Regions from separate parts of the Sus scrofa genome. Here regions 2 and 3 are each linked to region 1. A link is a contact called in public Hi-C data. All regions are on one chromosome and are shown on one strand. Each heading gives the region's core, a stretch centred on a gene start, on an enhancer-like site or on the middle of the called end of the contact. The rest is flanking DNA. Distances are from core to core; before and after follow the strand shown. Region 1 holds the start of PM20D1 (peptidase M20 domain containing 1). Region 2 holds the start of RAB29 (ras-related protein Rab-7L1). Region 3 holds the start of NUCKS1 (nuclear casein kinase and cyclin dependent kinase substrate 1).

What was found. Hi-C and Micro-C count contacts between places; a contact is called where the count stands out from the background.
Region 2: a Hi-C map of skeletal muscle shows a contact between it and region 1, with 4 times the contacts expected there. The contact joins the promoter of RAB29 here to the promoter of PM20D1 in region 1. A contact is called at or near these places in 4 of 47 Hi-C or Micro-C datasets (heart right ventricle, mesenchymal stem cells and skeletal muscle).
Region 3: a Hi-C map of skeletal muscle shows a contact between it and region 1, with 4 times the contacts expected there. The contact joins the promoter of NUCKS1 here to the promoter of PM20D1 in region 1. A contact is called at or near these places in 3 of 47 Hi-C or Micro-C datasets (heart right ventricle, mesenchymal stem cells and skeletal muscle) and 1 of 2 datasets of contacts at active chromatin or transcription factors (alveolar macrophages).

Annotation. Positions count from the first base shown.
Region 1 is chr9:66,548,662-66,552,046 of Sscrofa11.1, forward strand. It overlaps PM20D1 (peptidase M20 domain containing 1), which reads right to left and starts at 1,822. Exons shown (of 13, transcript NM_001243465.1): 1 at 1,555-1,822. The coding sequence starts at 1,723.
Region 2 is chr9:66,457,067-66,460,260 of Sscrofa11.1, forward strand. RAB29 (ras-related protein Rab-7L1) reads right to left here and starts at 1,700. Exons shown (of 6, transcript XM_003357401.4): 1 at 1,602-1,700; 2 at 1,060-1,305. The coding sequence starts at 1,183.
Region 3 is chr9:66,433,517-66,436,809 of Sscrofa11.1, forward strand. NUCKS1 (nuclear casein kinase and cyclin dependent kinase substrate 1) reads right to left here and starts at 1,974. Exons shown (of 7, transcript NM_001244237.1): 1 at 1,777-1,974. The coding sequence starts at 1,793.

The sequences.
Region 1 (3,385 bases), core at 572-3,071:
ACAGTCCTTGGGACCAAAAAAAAAAAAAAAAAGTTCTTTTGCATTCATTGTCTTCTTGTGGAGGGCAAAAGAATCCTTTGAGGTAGGCACTGCCATTTTCCCTAATTTGAAGGTGAGGAAGCAAGCTTAGAGGCGGTAGGTGAGCTGCTCAAGATTGTCCAGAAACAAGCAGTAGAGCTGGCATTTAAACCCAGGTGCTTTGAGTTTGTTTTGGCTAACATGGCTCTTAAAAGAAAGCCCGAGGAGTTCCCCTCATGGCACAGTGGTTAACAAATCCGACTAGGAACCATGAGGTTGTGGGTTCGATCCCTGCCTTGCTCAGTGGGTTAAGGGTCTGGCGTTGCCATGAGCTGTGGTGTAGGTTGCAGACGTGGCTCGGATCCCCCGTTGCTATGGCTCTGGCGTAGGCCAGCAGCTTACAGCTCCAATTGGACCTCTAGCCTGGGAAACTCCATGTGCCGAGGGAGGGGCCCTAGAAAAGACAAAAAAAAAAAAAAAGGCTAAATAAACTGCCTATGGGCGATTGAGAACCAGACTCAAGATCTGAACTCAGATGTTTTGCCCCCTGCTCAGAGTTCTAAACCATGTTGTTATGAGGTCCCTATTTTAGGGTCTTACCTAGCTTTTCCTTTCTTTTGTGCAAAGAGACTCTGGTGAGCGGCTGCCTGATGCCTTCAGAGAACTGTTTATACTTTGATGCTGTGGGAAAGCCCTGCTCTGCCTCCCAGGCCTATCACTCTAGCACAAGCACAATTATATTTAACCACAAGGGTTGGCTTTTGGTCCCTGCATCTGCCTGCACATGTTTATGTAGGCAGTTTCTTTTAATCCATTACTTAATGGAAGGGAAAGACTGAAGCTAAGCCCAGTGGTGAGGAAGGATCTCATTATACCACCCGATGTAGCACTTAGCAGAAACGTTCCTCTTTTCTCCTGGAAAATGCAGATTGAGGAGGTAAAAAAGTTTTTAGCCTTGGTTTGAGGTCTACAGGAGAGATGCCCCTTAGGAGAGGAAATTAGGAACATCTCACACCCAGTAACACCCCCACCCCTCTTTTTGAAGCCATCTAGAACCCACATGATCCTACAGGTAATAGATGTCATCCAGTACTTGCTCTGTGAGGTGGGGTTCTGGGGAGTATCTTTTAACTGACCTAAACTCCCAATCTCCCTCGTCTGTGAATAAGATTAAGCTCATTAGGTCTTAACATCAGCTCATTTAACAAGTGAAAACTAACAAAGGTTAAGCACTGTAAAGCTCCAGGCAATTGGAGGAGGCGTTGGTTGGGTGGATGAGAGCCAGGGCAACGCGGGCAAAGTTGAAGCTTCTGGGGTCAGCAGGGAATGCCAGAGTTCCCAGAAGCCAGGTCTAGGAGGAGAGTGGGATCTTCAAGCCGGGCACGAGGTGCTGGGAATGAGGGCTAGGGCTCAGCTGGGGGTTGTTGCTGAGCTCAAGTAGCTGATCCCTGCGGCGGGAGAGAGGGGTCACGGGTTGGCCAGAGGAGACAGGGACCTGTATCTGAGAATAAGTGGGCGAAGGGGACCCAGGCTCACCTTTTAGCGCTTCCTTCATCGCGACGCGCTCTTCTTGGCTGAACTGAGAAGGTATTCGCGGCGCACTCTGATGCGCCTTGTCCCGTAGGCCCCTCGATCTGGAGATGGTGGCAATACCTAGCAGCAGCATAGCCGCCAGGGCCAGAAGGCAAATGTACGGCCGAGCCATGTTCCACTCAAGTCCTCGCTACCAGTCAGCGGCTGCAGCTTGGACCTAAACGCCCAGCGCCCGTGTCCCTCGCCCTGTGCCTACTCCAATTCTCTTAACTGCCTTAGCCCCACCCCATTCCCAGAAATAGCCAATCACCGCTTGCCTGGGGATGTGGGCCAACCAATCCAACGGGATGGCCCTGTCCCTGGCCCGCAAGGCCTTTTGGGAGTTGTGGTTTCCCACTCTGTGGCGAGCAGCGGTAGGAGCAGAGGTGAAGCAGGGCCCCAGGCAATTGGCAGGGTTTGTCTGCACTTGGTTTTCTGCTTAGAGATAACCCCCTTTCTAGACGACAGCAGATCAAATTAAAGGGGGAAATGTCAAAATAAGTGAAGGAATTTTTTCGGGTCTTCATCTTGCTTCTCACTTCATCTGAAGCTTAGGGCCTGACAACCATTTCACTAGATTCCTTTGAGGAAGCTCTCCCGCCCCAGCTTGATTTCTTTTGAAATTGAAACAAGATTGATCTGTCTATAGACAGTATTTTGAAGTAATAGATCATAGGGTTCGCTTCTGTGTAGGAATTAGCTGAAAGGTTTTTTTTTTTTTTTTTTTTTGTGAACACTGTATTTTGCAACTCTAGGCAAATCCTACTAAGACTGAAGAACTTTGAGAAAGATTATGTGTTAATAATTTCAGTGTATCCAACAAACTGAAATTTGATAGCTATTCAGTGTAGAGGATCATTTTTGAGGAAAAAAAAAGCTCTCAGGATACAGAGATATAAAATTAGATTTCCTGGAGCCAGAAGAAACCTCTCCTTCCAGATCCCTTGATGCAATTGAATATGGTACTGCTCTTACATTTTATTATTTTATTTTATATTTTATTTTATTTTTTATTTGCTTTTTAGGGCTGCACCCGTGGCATATGGAGTTTCCCAGGCTAGGGCTGGAATCAGACCTACAGCTGCTGGCCTACACCACAGCCACAGCAACATGCGATCTGAGACAGGTCTGCAACCTACACCATAGCTCAAAGCAATGCTGGATCCTTAAGCCACTGATCCTTAACCCAATTGTCATGTACTGTTTGATACATAAAGAATATATGCAATGAATATGTAAAGCAAACAATAACATAGACAACTGTGACCCCCCCCTCCCATGAAAGGTCAATAACATTGAAGGTGTGTATGTCCTAGTGCTTCTATCTCTTGCCCAAGTAAGCTCCATCTGAAATCATGTATCTGTATGTGTGTGCTTTATTTATTTATTTTTTTTTTGTCTTTTTTGTTGTTGTTGTTGCTATTTCTTGGGCCGCTCCCTCGGCATTATTGTTGTTGTTGTTGTTGTTGCTATTTCTTGGGCCGCTCCCGCGGCATATGGAGGTTCCCAGGCTAGGGGTTGAATCGGAGCTGTAGCCACCGGCCTACGCCAGAGCCACAGCAACGCGGGATCCGAGCCGCGTCTGCAACCTACACCACAGCTCACGGCAACGCCGGATCGTTAACCCACTGAGCAAGGGCAGGGACCGAACCCGCAACCTCATGGTTCCTAGTCGGATTCGTTAACCACTGCGCCACGACGGGAACTCCCATGTATGTGTGTGCTTTAAATGCTATATATATATATATACATGGGACTTTTTTTTTTTTTTTTTTTTTTTTTTTGCTTTTTAGGG
Region 2 (3,194 bases), core at 450-2,949, 92 kb before region 1:
CCAGCACACATTTTCAAAATTTACATTACCACAAGTTTTTTCCTTAAAGAAAAAAAAAAAGTTCTTTTTTTTTTTTTGGAGTTCTCTTGTAGTGCAGCAGGTTAAGATCCAGCATTTTCACTGCAGTGGCTTGGGTCGCCTCTGTGACGCTGGTTCAATCCCTGACCTGGGAACTTCATGTGCTGCAGGCGAGGCCAAAAAAATTAGTTCTTTTTACTGAAGATAAATAAATGTTTTTACTCTCCCTCTTCACCAGCTCACCCCTTCTAAACTTCTATTTAAAAGGCATTTCTACTTCTGAAAAGACAGTTGAGTCCAAAGGTCACACCTGGAATGAAATGAATTAACTCTTGGTGTTCCCTTCCTCATCCCCCCGCCCCCTAATTTGAAAGGAAAAGGGGTGGGAAAAACAGGTCAGAGAAGTGGTGTCTTTCAAGCTAAGAATTTCTACATTGCCTTTATTTAGGCAATTAATGGACAAAAAACACACAGCTCAGCAGCCCTGATAAGCATCTGACTGTGTGCCCCAGGGGTTCTCCCCTACAGGCATCTCCATTACAAAGCTAGGCTCCTTGAGGCCAGGTTAAACACCTTTCTGTGCCTTCAACAGCTGTCTGTAACTCCTGTGAAGGCAGGACAACAGTCCCTGGCTGGTACCTAACCAGATTCTCTGGAGCGTCTCCACTGCATCTGCTGATGGCAGAGATTTGCTCGTGACCGCTAGGAAGGCAGCAGGAGGAGACTTGAGTTCATAGTTCCCTCAGCGAAAAGCAGCAATTGCTCATTTTCTCATCTCCCTTCCCCATGTCCTTATCATCACACCTTAGTTTCATCTCTTTCCAGACAGTCGGCTCAGGCTGGAAAAAACCTAATGGGGAAACCCAAGAGTCACGCAAAACAGACCCAGCCTGCCTCCCTCTAGGATCCCAGACATCTACTTCCTGACCCAAGGAAAGCCCCAAGGATACCAAATTCCCCGTTATCCACCCCAACTAAGTCCACAGCTCGAGTCCGTGGTCCCAGCCTCCCGCCTACCCCGCCCCCGAAGGGACGTCTCACCTCCCACCGTGGACTTGTAGTGTTTGCTGAAGCTGTCCTGGGAATACCGCTGCACCAGGGACGTCTTGCCCACTGCGGCATCCCCCACCACCAGCACTTTGAACAGGTGATCGCGGCTGCTCATGGCTAGCGGGACCGACGTTTTAGGGAGGAGGGAAGTGGGGGAGTCGTTTATTTTAACTCCTTTGGCTCCGGACCCCGCTCAAACTGAAGTTTGGCATTTCTGCCCACTGCTCGTTGGGGTTGCTGTGACGAAAAAGCAAAAAAGGAAACTTTGCACTCAACCTATACGCGCTTCCTCCCCGCGCGGCCGCAGCCTGGGTGGGGCGCAGGACGCAAGCTCCGAGCCCCCGGCTATTCTCACCTTCTCCCCCTCCCGACCGGCTACGAGAAACGGGACAAGGCACCACGTTGCCTCACCCACCGGGACTTCCCCGGAGCTGTTCCAGCGGGCGACTGAATTTCACGGTTGGGTAGAAGATAGGGGACCTCTCCCTACTGCACAAGCCACATTTGGAGGAAAGAGCGCCTTACACATTTACCCCTTGACGTTGTACCGCCCCAGGTGGCGTAGTCTCTTGCCTTCCTCCGCATGCGTCACGTGCAGGGTTGCTTGGAGCACTACATTTCCCAACTTACCTCGGGGTGGAGAGACCTGGCCGAGTGTGGAGATTTCGCTCGCGTGGCTTTCTGGGATGTGTAGTTTATTCACTATTTTTGTTTTTAAAAACCTACATGAAGTTTCAAACACTTTCGACCGTTTGGAATCTTTTTTTCTTTTTCTTTTTTTTGTCTTTTTGCCTTTTCTAGGCCCGCTCCCAGGGCATATGGAGGTTGCCAGGCCAGGGGTCTAATTGGAGCTGTGGCCGCCGGCCTACACCAGAGCCACAGCAACGTGGGATCCTAGCCGCGTCTGCGACCTACACCACTGCTCACGGCAATGATGGATGGTTAACCCACTGAGCAAGGCCAGGGATCGAACCCGCAACTTCTTGGTTCCTAGTTGAATTCGTTAACCACTGAGCCGCGACGGGAACTCCGGAATCTTATTTTAAAATAATTTTGGAATAGAAAAGCTCTTTCGGGGGCGATTTGTTCGACATGATCTTGCCTGCGTAAATCTGTCCCCAGATAGGTTTCTCATTATCTTTCAAAGTTTTGTGGAGCTAAGATTAAACATTATCCTGTAGATTTCACACATTACTCCACTAACAAAAGCTCAACCCTCTTCTCTCAGGATCCAAGTGAAGTATATTTCCTGCTCTTTCAGTTAGATAGACACATCAGGAGCTTGTGAACATAAGGAAGGTTACTAGTTCTTACATTTTTTTTCAAATGCATCTATCAATCAAGTCCAGGGACACAATTAAGAGATAGACTCCTAGAAAAACCTATGTTGTTAAATGTTATTATTAACATTTAATAATTAGCTATAGCAGTAAAAATAGAAAACAATAGCTGGGTCATCATTCTCACTTCCACAATCCCTAGTCATACTACCTTCCTCATACCATTTGAGCTGGAGTACACTGAGAATCCTCTTCCATTTTTTGTCGCTGTTGCTCATGAATAATGATTAAACTACAATTTTGCAAATACTTTTAATTTTTCAGCCCATAACTTTTTGGACATGCCTGCCCTTTAGGTAGGAATTAAGCACACACGAGCTTCACCGCCAAACAAAATAAGCTCCATTTTCTTTTTCCGCTGCCCGTGCCACCCCACCCCCGTCCCCCTGCCGCAGGTGGAAGTTCCTAGGCCAGGGGGCGAATCTGAGCCCTGCCACAGCTGTGCCAGGTGTGCCACAGCAGCAGCGATGCTGGGTCCTTAAACTATTGCACCTGGCCAGGGATTGAACCGGTGCCTTCACAGAGTCAAGCCAGATCATTAACCCACTGCACCTCAGTGGGAATTCCAGTAAGCTTCATTTTCTGTTTTTCCCAGGAGTAGAAGAGAAAGCAATAGAGCAATGGGAAAATAGCCCTGCTCAGGTCTTTATAGGCTGCCACCTATGTTCTGTAAGGAAAGGATGTCAGCATGGTTCATGATGTATTTAGCCCCAAATATTTGTTACCCAGGTACTGGAGGTCAGGCTAGGCTACTCATCCTTCTGAATGTCCCAGACGCCTTTCTTT
Region 3 (3,293 bases), core at 724-3,223, 110 kb before region 1:
ACCAAAACCTAGTGAACTGCAGTTAAAAGGTCCAATTATTTAAAATAGTCCAATTTCACCACAGAGTATTTTACTTTCAGAAGACAGAAGATCCAATCCAGATGAAAATCTTTATTATATTGTCTATTTGTCCTGAGCCTTAAGAAAATCTCTACATAATTTGATGGGATACAGTGGTCAATTAGAATGCCCCAAAAATATTCATACCATAATCTGAAATATCTATTCCGATTCCGTGCCCAAAAGTCGGCAAAACTCTTCCGAGTGGTGATGTTGAATTAACGGAGATTCGGGTTGAAATTAGGAGGCAGAAAAGCAGTCAGGTAGTAGTTAGCACCCTCCTCACGCCCACCCCCGAGCGTAGGAGTAGGCAGCCCATACTACCACCAGCTGGAGATGGATGATCTAGTCTGGAAACAGAATGGTGTGGAACAAAACCCTTTCCGGGGTTCCAAACCTCCCTTTAGAGCTCTAGGTCAAAATACTTCCGTTTTTCACAAAACTTGGAATGAAGTACGGGAAGCAACAACTGTTAAAACATTAAAAAACTAACCCTTTACCTATTTATCCAGAAAACGCTATGCGAAGTAGCCAATATCTCACGCTGAAAGCATCAAGCATATTACATTAAAAAAAAAAAAAACATTTATTTGCAACAGGCCTCAACAGATTGGACTAAGCCACACCCCTCCATAAATGGCACATTCCATACAACAGCCAGGAGTAGACGGCAAAGGGCGATTCCACCGTCCGCTGGGGGAACAACAAACTTGTTGAAATTCTCAGAATAAAGTCTAACGATTAACCGAAATCTAGCCCCTTTATCATTAAAGTTATCCGGGATAAAGATTAGGTTACAAAAACATCCGAGACGTGTAGACTGCTAAGAGGAGAGAAAGAGGTAGCGGGAAGGAGAACCACCCGGGATTTGGGTCGAGCAGTTAACCCGCACCTCCCTGAGTAGGGGACATTTCCCCGAGGAAGGACATTCCTAGCCGGAGAGAAAAGCGAACTCGGGGTGTGGGGGAAGGGAGTTAACCCACTCAAAACTCCGACTTGGGCGAGAGGCTGCAGTCATTTTCCAGGGCCTAGTCCGGAACTCTCACTTTGGCTGGAGGGGAAAAGAACGGGTCCCGCCCACGCTCGGCCCGATCCGGGAGGCGGGGCCCTGCTGCGACCCTGGAGGACGGAGGCGGGGCCCGGCAGCAGGGTCGCCCCTCCCCCTTTGGATGGAACAACCCCCCCCTCCGCTGGAGAAAGAGGGCTGAGTTCCCCCCGCCCCACGCAAGCCGAGGGGGGAAGGGGGTAAACCACTGGAGATAGAGGGCAGTCTTCCGCCACCCCCCTCAATTATGGGGGTGGGGGCCGAGACTGAGTCCGCTAGTCCCCCACCCCCGCCGGCTCCAAGGGGCCGGCCCGGAGGAGGTGGGGCCTGGGTGGGGGCACTGACTTCACACCCCTCCCCCTCCGGCCGCTGGCGGTTCAGGGAACACCCCGCCCGCTCCAGTGCGGCGAGTGGGGGAGGCAGCAGAGCAGCCCCGAGCCCTGCAGCAGCGCGGGGCGGGGAGAAGCGCGCGCAGAAGCGCGCGGCCGCCACCCCCACGCAGACCCGCGCGCCAGCAAGGCCCCCCACGCTCAAGGGCGCGCGCGGGCCCCGAAAGGGAGGAGGCCGCGCGTGGCACAAGAGAAGGCCGACTCTAGGCTTCTGTCCCCCACTCCTTTACCACTCACCCCAACCCCCTCCAACCCGTTCCAGGCCTCGGACTCCGCACTGACCTGACAGGCCGAGACATGTTCGCTGTCGAAACAGGACCGAGTCGAGAAGCCAAAGACCAGGACCCCCCCCACCCCGCGCGCTCGGCGCCCCACCCCCCCCAACTTCGGCCGATAGGGCCGCTGCCGCCGAACCCCGAGCTGCTGGCTTCTCAAACTCCGCCGCTCCTAGGTTCAGGGCCCCTTAATCTGACGAGCCCCCCGCTCCCCCGTCTCTTCAAAATGGATGAATCAAACCAGCCGAAAATGCGCCAAAGCCGCGGTACAGCCAAACCCACTAGGGCCTGTGGGCTCCGCCCCAACAGGACCGGTCATTGGTGGCCTCTGCCAGATGCGCCGAGCTCATTAGTCCGTTTGAATCATCACGTATCTCAGGCCCCGCCCCCTCCGTGAGATCCTGTTAGTCAAGATGCTCTGAGAGCGCAAGGCCGCAAAACAAAAATGGTCGCTGCTCGGCCCGCCCCCTGGTTTCCACTCCTGCGTTGCAGATTCGTCTTGGGTCGCATCTTGGGACGACTAGGAAAAAAGATTTACGAAAGATTCAGTGTCTTTTAGTGTTAGTTTAATGATGTATCATTTCACCTGGCTTGATCATCTAGAAACTCCACTAATAGCAAAATCTGTGGGATAAGCAGCTGATTCGTCAGGAAGGTACTGCTTCTGAATTGGAGGGAAATTCCATAGGTTCAAAAATTTTGACCTTAAATCCACAAACCCCTTCTCCGTGCTTCAACATTAGCCCTCAAGACCCCAACCGCTGCTAGACCAGAGAGGCAGGCTCATAATCAAGGAATAACTTCACGACAAATTTCCATTCTCTGTTCTGCCCCTAGAGATCACTTTGAGGTCTTTAAAATCCCAGTCATGAGCATCATTTTGGGGGACCAAATGATTAGGAGCATGAGCTCTGGACCAGAAGGTGTTTCAGACTGAACCTCAGGTCCACCACTGAATAGTTGCATAACTTTACTTCTCTGGGCCTCAGTTTTCTGATGTGTAAAATGGGGAACAATAGTACTTAACTCACAGAATTATTAGGATTAAATGAGTTGACTTTAATCAGTCAACTTTAGGACAGTCTCTGGAACACAGTAAGCGCAACATAAGTATTTGTTAAATTCAATCCCTTATCCCTGGATGGTGGGGGGGAGCAGCTGGCTCAAGACACAAGTGAAATAGCTGAGGGTAACTCAGATTATTAGATTTAAATCTGTGAACATTAGTTAGATGCATAAAACTCAGAGGTGGAGCTCAGGATCCCTATATGAATGGCCAGTGTGTACCCCACCATTGTAAAATAGACTTCAATCCCTGTCACAGGGAGTCTGTTAATAACCAACTGAAGATACACTCCATAAACAAACAAACAAACCCACCACTATCACCGCCTGAAAGTTTCCCCTTGTAAAATCTGGCTTCCCTAAGGGAAGAGAATGGCAGTCCACCAAGCAAAGCATTAAACAAGTCGTATTTCCTCTTCCATGTCACTCCACCTTTTCTCTGCTGAAAGTTGGTGGTGG